Regions from separate parts of the Mus musculus genome. Here region 1 is linked to region 2. Evidence: chromatin contacts called from public Hi-C data. All regions are on one chromosome and are shown on one strand. Each heading gives the region's core, a stretch centred on a gene start, on an enhancer-like site or on the middle of the called end of the contact. The rest is flanking DNA. Distances are from core to core; before and after follow the strand shown. Region 1 has its middle 16 kb from the start of Gm36617. Region 2 has its middle 74 kb from the start of Mtss1.

Region 1 (4,548 bases), core at 1,799-4,298, 76 kb after region 2:
GGGCCTGATGGGTAGAAAAAAAAGAAAGAAAGAAAGCAGGCCTAGCCAGCCAGTAGAGCCGCTAAACAACATTCCTCCAGACTTTCTGCTTTAGTTCCTGCCTCCAGGTTCCTGCCTTGAGTTCCTGCCCTGCCTTCCTTGATGATGGACTGCGACCTAGGAGCCAAACAAACCATTTCCTCCTGGGTTCACCACAGTCAGACTACGGTGCAAAGACAGATTATTCTTGGACCAAGCACAGCTTGAACCTTTCTTTTCTTATTTTTTTCTTATTTTTTTGTCCTTCTGATTTCTCCGTGGCCTGCATAGTGCTGTCTGCATGGGATTGACAGCAGGAATTCAGGAGATGCACGTTGTGGGAGAGAACAAGACAGTGCAGTCAGTGGGGGACATTCCATTGTCATCCCTGTGAGATTGGAGTCAGCATGGAGCTGGAGTTAGCTTGCCCTGCAGGAGCCACTGGCAGGGTCTGGAACGCAAAGCAGGGATGGAACTAATGAGACAGACTTTCCAAGCAGGAAAATCTTCTAAATTGTCTTGTTTGCCATTGGATTTAGGGTTTCTGTGGTGGTTTGAATATGCTTGACCCAGGGAGTGGGATTATCTGGAGGTTGGAGTAGGTGTGGCCTGGTCAGAGGAAGTGTGTCACTGTGGGGGTGGGCTCTAAGACCCTTGTCCTAGCTGCCTGGAAGCTAGTCTTCTACCAGCCTTCAGATGAAGATGTAGAACTCTCAGCTCTGCCTACACCATGCCTGCCTGGATGCTGCCGTGCTCCTACCTTGATGATAATGGACTGAACCTCTGAACCTGTAAGCCAGCCCCAATTAAATGTTGTCCTTATAAGAGTTGCCTTGATCATGGTATCTGTTCACAGCAGTAAGATCCTAACTAAGACACTCTCTTAGCTAAAATTCAGGGAGACTAAATGGCTAGTCAGGTCTCCCTGAGATCAAACCTGGGACAGCGTTTTAATACCCAGTGTCCATTTCTTCTATGGTAACAGCCTCTTGGTGTTATTTTGACGCCCCCTTATCTGGTAAACTGTAGGTCTGTGCCTTCTGACAAAGGGCTAGGCCTGTATTGTGGCTTCTGGGGAAGAAGGTGATGACATGTAGTAGAGCATCCTGCCTCACCCTACGAGTCATCAGGTCTGGTGGCAGACCACTGGCTCTCACCCCCTCCTCAGTTCTGAACTTTCCTTCTTCTTCACTTCTGCAGGTTCTGTTCTACCCAGCACATGCCTCTCCTGCCTTTTTTCCCACAGTTGAAATAGCAAGAGCCTAAGAGACCTTTTGCTGCTGCTGCTGCTGCTGCTGCTGCTGCTGCTGCTGTCAGCTACCAGCATTGCTTCCTTCCTATTAGGCCCAGGAGAGGTTGTGGAGGCCAGCCTGGGACGGCAGAACTAGTGGCTAAATGGTTCTATTGCTTTACTCTCATCTGCTCAGATGCTCTCACTGTGCCTCTTAGCTGGATGTTTGAATGTCTGGTCGCATTTTTTTTTTTCATAGCATGGGATGGGTTTTAGGAGGTTAGCTTTCTCTGCCATGTTGTCTTTGTCAGGGCCAAAGAATCACTGAAGGAAGATGCCAGACTCAAATAGTATGCAAAAACAAAGATCATTTATTCTGAAGAAAGAGCGTGCAGGGGTCGACCATTCATCAAAATGGTGACAACCTATGGGGCTCACAGTCCCCCTTTAATGCAGGGCAAGGGGAATTTTCCAGAAGGGCTAGGTAACCTCTAATATGATTGGCAGCCAGAATGCAGTGCCATTAGTACAATTTTGATTGGTTGTTAAGTTAGCATAATTATATTTGATGAGACCTTGAAGAGTTTCAGAGACCAGCTCAGTTCTGGCCTTGTTATCTCCTCTGGCCAGGTGTCCCAGGAGCAGATTCAGCTCCAGACTTGTCCCCTCTAAGTCAGGGTTGTCACTCATCAACCGCTCATTGTTGGTGGACTCTGAGGAGTCCAGCTTGCTTCTTGGGGGATTGAAAATTTTTATTCCCAAGGTTTTTTGGACTTTTCAGTCTTAATGAACACAGAAAACTTGAACTTATCTTGGAGAATAAACTTAAAATAGTGGAAACTGTGGTCACACTGGGACAATATTTAAGGGAATGAGGTCACTTTCGCAATAATCCTCAATTCACTGCACTTGGGAGGACCACCTTTTCATTGTGGCTCAGGTCAGAGGCTACAAAATGGTGGCCCATGAACCGTAGCTGACATGATGTGTCATGTGGTTTGAGGAGCACTGGTAGGCTTTAATGTTGCTGTTTAAAACTTAAGATACTTCACTTGATTTGTCTTGAGTCAAAGAGCAGAGTCTGTTGGTGCCATAGGGTCCTGCTTCTTACTAGCAGTTCTATTAGAGCTGGGGACTGGCTTCTGAATAGGTTCAAACACCCCAGTTTGCTCCAGCTTCTATATAGTTCTATTTATTTCCTTGAACTATGACTCACTGAAAGCATCTTCAGCTCCCCCAGACAGAGTTGACTGAACACCTGTTGAGGAGTTAGATATTACTCTGGATAAAACAGTCCCCTGGGGATATGAATAAATAACTCAAAGCCCTGGAGCTCATGGGGTCAGGGAAGGAATCCAAAATGTAAGAGGAGGAACCAGACATTAGGCCCTGCCTGACTCTAGCAAACAAAACTCCACCAATACAAGACAGACTCTTGTTACCAGAATACCTCAGTCAGTCACTGTGTATATACTCTGTCAAGTTCACAGATTTACTGTTTCTCAGCTTCCCCATTATATAAAGAAATATTGAAATTAAAATTAAAACCATCAGTCAATTCTTGCCTTGTAGGGTTATCCTGGGCTGTAATAAAGTAACACACTTAAAATCATGTCTAGAATACACTAAGCATTCAATAAATGTTAAACTCCCTGTATTACAATATTTGTAGTCTGTGTGCTTGTACAAAGTACATTCCCATAAGCAAAACCCAGTTTTAAGTAAGTTTTCATATGAAAGCTGAAGTGACTATCCCTAGAGGGTAAATAATTAACTAAAAAACATTTGCCTAGGAAGCACTTAGACAGAGACAGGCTTCACCAGGTCCTGAACACCACCGGGCTCTATACCTGGGTTTCTCTTTATTGTCATGACTCCCACAAACACAGCTTTCTGGTGAAAGCATAGAGCTATGAGCTTTTTAAAACAATGGACCGATTCAGTGGTTCTCAGTCTGTGGGTCATGACCCTTTGGGAGTTGCCTATCAGATACTTACACTAGGATTTATAACAGTAGCAAAATTACAATTATGAAGTAGCAACAAAAATAATTTTATGGTTGGGGGTTGTTGGGGTCTGGGAGTTGCTCCACAAACCAGAGAAACACCAATCTCAGTAAGACAGGGATGGTTTATTGAACGCACACACTAATACTGAGCCGATCAGGGATATAGCTCAGAATTATCTGAGCTGTGACTACAAATATTTCTCAGGGCAGGCATATGAAGGGAAAAGACAGAAGACAATGAGCTCATATGCAGGTACTGGAAGTGCTGCCCGGTGGCCAGCTCTGACTCAAGCCATTTTTAGACATAACAGTTCATGTTGACATTTAACTTGATAGGTCTTATAAAAAATTTGTGAAATTTCCTAAGATTAACAAATCTCATACAGAGCTTAAAGGGTATGAGGTCAGCATGACCCTGCTGTGAGTCAAGTTATTTTTCTGTGTCAATGATTGGCAGGTATATTACAGCAACAATATGAAATAGCTGGCAGGCATGGAACAAAATGGCTACAGCTATGCTGTGGGCAGACCTCAACAAGGGTTATCATAACATGAGGAACTATATTAAAGTGTTTCAGCATTGAGAAGTTTGAGAACTATTGCCCTAAGTGAATGTGTTGGCTTGTGCTTATAATCCTAGCACTTGTGAGCCTGAGGCAAGAGTATTGACATGAGTTTGAAACCAGCCTGGGCTACATAGTGAGTTCAAAGCCAACAGAGTCAAGAAAAGTAGCACCCTGTCTCAAAGAAAAGCAGAGGGAGGGACTGGGAAGATAGTTCCATGCTGAGGACGAGCCTTAGCTTGGGAGAGGGTCCTGAGGAAGGGGTGTCTGGGACCAGTGAATGAATTACTTAGAGTCAGTGATGGATGCAAGCTGACAGCTCTGTGTTCCGCTCGAGATAGCTCTCTGAGATAGCACTCTCTTGCAGATCAAAGTCTATGTTTTATTTTGCATAAGCTACTTCTTCAGGAATTACATATCAATTCAATCATTTACTCCAGGCTCCCTTTTGGTTAACCCATGAATCATCATTTCCTGACCTTAGCCCCTTTGATTCTAAAGACAAACACGTGGCTGAAGCTGCTGAGTTCTGCTGCTTGCTAGAGCTGGAACATGGGCCACTCGTTCTATTACATTATCACCAGCTTTCTGTTTTCCAACGCCTTCACTAAATAAGTTTGGCTGCCCTGGAACTTGCTCTGTAGACAGACCTTGAGCTCAGAGATCTGCATGGCTCTGTTTCCTGAATTCTGGGATTAAAGGTGTGTACCACCATGCCCGAGACATAA
Region 2 (4,622 bases), core at 243-2,742:
GCCAGGCCCCTTTCTGGATGAAGGACTGCCGTGAACATTGAAAAGAAACTTGGAGCAAGGAGAGGGTAGTGAAGCTGGTGGAGGTATATATACTATAAAGCATATCACACGGTGTGGTTTATACACCTGCCTCTCCAGCTAGGAGGTGTTCACTCTTCTGTAACCCATGTATGTATCGCAGCATACCTGAAGCAGAAGAGACGTTCAACAGCTTGCTGAAATAACGCTTCCTAAACAGAAGCCTAGGTCCCACCGCCAAAGCAGCAGGTGCCACACATCCCGCCCTCCATATGTACGGTCTTACTGGTTTTCTTATTCATGAATGGGATAATTGCAAAGTGGGCGGATCAATAGCCACCTCAGCGCCATCATTGTGAAGATGGAATGAAATACCAAGTGTGAAAACAAGTCTCTCACCACCCAAACATGAATGAGGGCTCTTACAGAGCAGAGGACAGAGAGCCCACCAGACTCCAGCTCACTGAGACACCTGGCACATTGTCCCTTGAAATTTCACTTGCAAAAAAAAAAAAAAAATCAGTTCAAATTGGCGTCAGGACAGCCACATCCTCGGGAGCTGACAGTTAGCCAAGAGACACTGAACAAAGAGCTGCAGTAATTGTCAGCATCTCAAAAAACAAAGGCTGGGTTTAAGGATCAACCTGAGAGGAGGTCGCTGCGGCCCGGGTTTTAAGGCCTAACAAGTAGGGTTCTAGGAATGTTTTCCAGGGAAACAAAACTGAAGAAGTTTAAGTTTAAGTCCATTCATTTGCAAATTGGCGGTCTAAGGGGCTGAGGTCTTCAGCTGTGGGATCAGGAGGGAATGTAGCAGAAGACTGGTTTGTGGCGACAGTGCCAGGCTGCCAGGTGAGGTCTACTAGGATCTTATACTATTACTCTTAATCTTCAAAACAGGTAATCACCTGGTATTCTTCTCTTCATGGAAAAGTGGCAAAGAGTTCAGGGCCGGACCTGCCCAGTGGTTGGCTGGTACTCCCAGCAAAACAGAAATTTAAACTCAAGGCAGTGTGACTCCAAGCTCCCGGCCAGAGGCAGGGTTGGGTGTGAAGGTTGTCCTTTGTTCTTGATGCTTAGCCCCCTCCTCCCAGCTCCCAGTGCACACGTGTGTCTGGAGGCCTCTTTGGCCTGGTCTGGGGCAGTGTTGTCTGATCACCCTCTCCTGTTCAGTGTGAGGACAGTCAGCTATTTGTCGGAAAGCCAGAGGCAAAAGAGTTCAGACGCCTTTTGCTTCCTGAGTAGGGAGGTGGCTTTGCCCTGTGGGGAGCATCAGTTGGAGGGAGATGAATTTAGCTGCCCTCCCTGGTTGGTGATGGGGGAGGGTCTTGTCAGCCAGAGGATGTAGGCTTAGCTCCAAAAGGGCTTTTGTCTGAGGCTGGGCCTTAAGCCAGAGTGACATTCTTTGGTGCAGGCTGCCAGGCCACCACTGAGTGGGCACCTGCGGGGCAGCTAAGGAAGGAGTGAGGGGCCTGTCTTTCTTCCGCAGAGGAGAGCATGTGGGGATGGAATCTGCCATTTGAGGGTCCCTGTGGTGCTGAGGCTATGTCTGTGGTTGCTCCTGGCTGCAGAAGACATGCCAGGGCCCAGGCAACCCAGGAATGTGGGCAATTAACATTTTAGCTTCTGTCATGTCTGATAAAAATCCCCACAGGATGAAAGGAATCCACTCTATCTTGCAAAGTGCAGCAGAAGAAACCTAAGACCACAGAAAGACCTGAAAGCCTCTGCCACAGCTCCCTGTGAAGAGTGGGTACCACCACCCTTGGCTGAAGACGTGCTTTGTGTCCCCCTGAGCCCTCTGCACAGGTGGGTCTGCCATGTCCCCTGCTGTGGGTGATGGCTGCTGATTCTCACAAAGGCCTCTTCTCTGGGGACTTTCCCTTTTCCTTCAGGAGCCACCCTCAACAGGGAGGTTGCATAAATTATTTGCATCTTGAGGGTCCTCCACTGCAGCCAGTGCCTGACAGAGTACCCTAAGGGGGCAGCAGGCCTAGGGAGTAGTTCACTGTCCAGAGCCCTGTAGGACCAGTCTGAGTTAAGACTTTGACCAACATCACTGACATTAGCTCATCCCTTGCTAGTACTGCTCTCTTGCTCTCCCTCCCCTGCCTCTTCTGTGAGTGTGTGTATGAGTGAGTGTAGTGTGTGTGTGTCTGTGTGTGTTTCTTTGAATGTGCACATAGAAACTAGAGGTTAATGTCAGGATTTTTTTTTCTCTCATTCATCACTTTATTTTTGGAGACAGGCTCTCTCAAGAAAGCCAGAACTTGCTATTTTGCCTAGACTGGCTAGCCATGGTGCCCTGAGGAATCCTCTTGTCTCCACCCTGTCTAGTGCTAGCATCGCAGATGTGCCATGCCCAGCTCGTGTCTGAACTTAGCTCCTCATGTCTGCATGGCAAACACTTTACCACAGAGCCATCTTCCCAAATCTCACCCCAGCACATCCTCTTACATGAGAATCCCAGTACTTGGAGCTGGTGAAGTAAGTGGCTTAGAGGTTAAGAATGCTTCCTGCTCTTCCAGAAGTCCCGAGTTCACATACCACTGGGCACAACTGCCTGTAAACTCCAGTTTCCCAGGATCCGGCGCCCACAGATATCTGCCTGTCTATACATTAAAAAAAAAAATCTTAAAGAAAAAGAAGAATTTCAGTACTTCAGTACTTGTTCTCCTATCTCATGAATACTACTTCTCTCATGAATCCATTTCAGTGAGCAACTCTTGAAGATTCCCAGTATCCCAGATACATTTGCTGTAGGTGAAGACAGCAAGAAAGCAAGTCACTGTAGCTTTTCCGCCAGTGAACTTACAGCCCAGGCTAAGTGGTTCCCAGACTTGATGTTCCCACGTGACACTGGCATCTTCAAGTGTGCTGGGCCACATTTATGGCTATCCTGGGATACACGGAGCCTGCAGCTTAGACATGCCTGGTAGGGAAGAAGAGGAATAGGAAACAGTCACAAAAAATTCAGTTATGGTTGTGACGAACATTCGGCACCAGCAGCAGAGCTCAACATCTGTTCTACACTTGACTCTGGAACACCCGGGTGGGGCTCTGAAAACTCCATTTCTAGGCAGCAGCCGTCTTTTTTGCTGGGTTCTGCTAATAGGAGACATGAGGAAGTCAGAGGAGAACAGGAACCTCTTTCTGTTTTCTCTCGTTCTTGGCCAACATCACTGCACCCATGTGTGTCCTCTCTTAGATGACTGAGTGCCCACTCTGCCTAAAGCAGCATCTGGCTCCCATCCCCATGCCCAGCCCCGCACCGCTTCTTCAGATGTACCAGCAGGAGCTAGGGGCTTCTCTGTCCTGCAAACATCCCCATGTCCTTTTGTTTCCCAGTTCTAGGATTGGCCACTCTATCCTGCTAATCCCTGACTTACTTCAATCTCTTTCTGTGTACAATCCAACGACACCTATAACCACTCCCCTTTATTAAAGTCCTCCAGAATAGAATACCTCTTATGTTTTGATAGTTCCACCTGGACCTAAACCAGATGTGGAACATCAACCATTCCAGTGAATCAGCACAGGTAGCTCTAAAGAAACACATTTAGGTCTCTGGCTTAAAGGATCAGTAAGGCTCATTGGGTGAGGGCGTGTGGAAGACGTGAAGTAGAGAGGAAATGTAGTCTTTGGAGGCCTAGGTCACCTAGATAAACGGAGGAAGGGAATAGTCACATCGTGCAGGACCTTGAAAAGTCAGGGATCCACTGAGGAATGCTGGAGAACAACTCCGATTACAGTAACCATGCCAAGTGGACATTCTCCACCTCCAGTACTTCCTATCAGAAACACAAAAGCAGTGTAGCAAAAGTCATCGTTAATTTATATGGAGGATTTGTCAAAGGGGACTGAGAGTATAGTTCAGTGATAGAACACTTATCTATCATCTGGGAGGTCACAGCTTCAAAGCCCAGCAGTGAAAAGAAGAAATGGATAAGGTGCCCCTTTGGGGTACATGTAACACCACATTGCATGACTTAGAGGAAAGATTTTTTTGGATAAAGATCTCATCATGCTTCCTCCTGCAAAGAGAGTTAAGAAGTCTTTGTGCATTGAACAAAGGTACAGCCTTGAGCGTGGCCCAGTCCAGTCTTTGGAGTCAACTTAAAGTCCAGTGCTGTCTCTACTTCCTATGTGTACACAGGCTAGAACACAAGCTAGTCTCTCTGGATGCTTGCTGCCTTGTCTGATAACTGTCTTCTGGGTTCTCTAAAACTAGGTCAGATTGGTACAACACCCAGCTTAGTGCCTGGTACCCAATAGTCCCTTAAAATGTACTATTAGTTTAATAGCTACTTTGACTAAAGTGGTCTTCTAACCTCTACTTCATCAGAGATCTTGAAAACTTAGCCAAATCCATCTCCCACATCAGGCCATTTCTGTCAGGTTGCATTCACTTTCTTTGATATTTTTTGGCACGAAGTTCTTAGCTGTTCTTGTTGGCCTCCTGGGGCAAGTCCTGAACTGTTATCTTCACCCTGAACCCCAAGGTTCCAGCCTGAAAGTCCTCCTAGATCCACTAATGACCAACCCTGCCAGCTGGGTTTGCCTAGGATTGTCATACTTACGCCACAGGCTTCCAGCATAGACACTCA

The links. A called contact is a pair of places that touch in the nucleus more often than the background predicts.
Region 1: a Hi-C map of the C2C12 cell line shows a contact between it and region 2, with 2.2 times the contacts expected there. The contact joins two enhancer-like sites. A contact is called at or near these places in 2 of 15 datasets of contacts at CTCF or cohesin (CD8 T cells and the NIH/3T3 cell line) and 2 of 484 Hi-C or Micro-C datasets (the C2C12 cell line and liver).

Annotation. Positions count from the first base shown.
Region 1 is chr15:59,228,208-59,232,755 of GRCm38.p6, forward strand. No RefSeq gene overlaps it. Among named protein-coding and RNA genes, the nearest start is that of Gm36617, 16 kb to the right of the region's middle. Within about 2 kb of position 3,049, at least 14 of the 459 cell types and tissues checked have an H3K27ac peak or open chromatin away from gene starts, as enhancers often do. A contact at or near this core is called in the C2C12 cell line, where this site is marked.
Region 2 is chr15:59,153,354-59,157,975 of GRCm38.p6, forward strand. No RefSeq gene overlaps it. Among named protein-coding and RNA genes, the nearest start is that of Mtss1, 74 kb to the left of the region's middle. Within about 2 kb of position 1,493, at least 79 of the 459 cell types and tissues checked have an H3K27ac peak or open chromatin away from gene starts, as enhancers often do. A contact at or near this core is called in the C2C12 cell line, where this site is marked.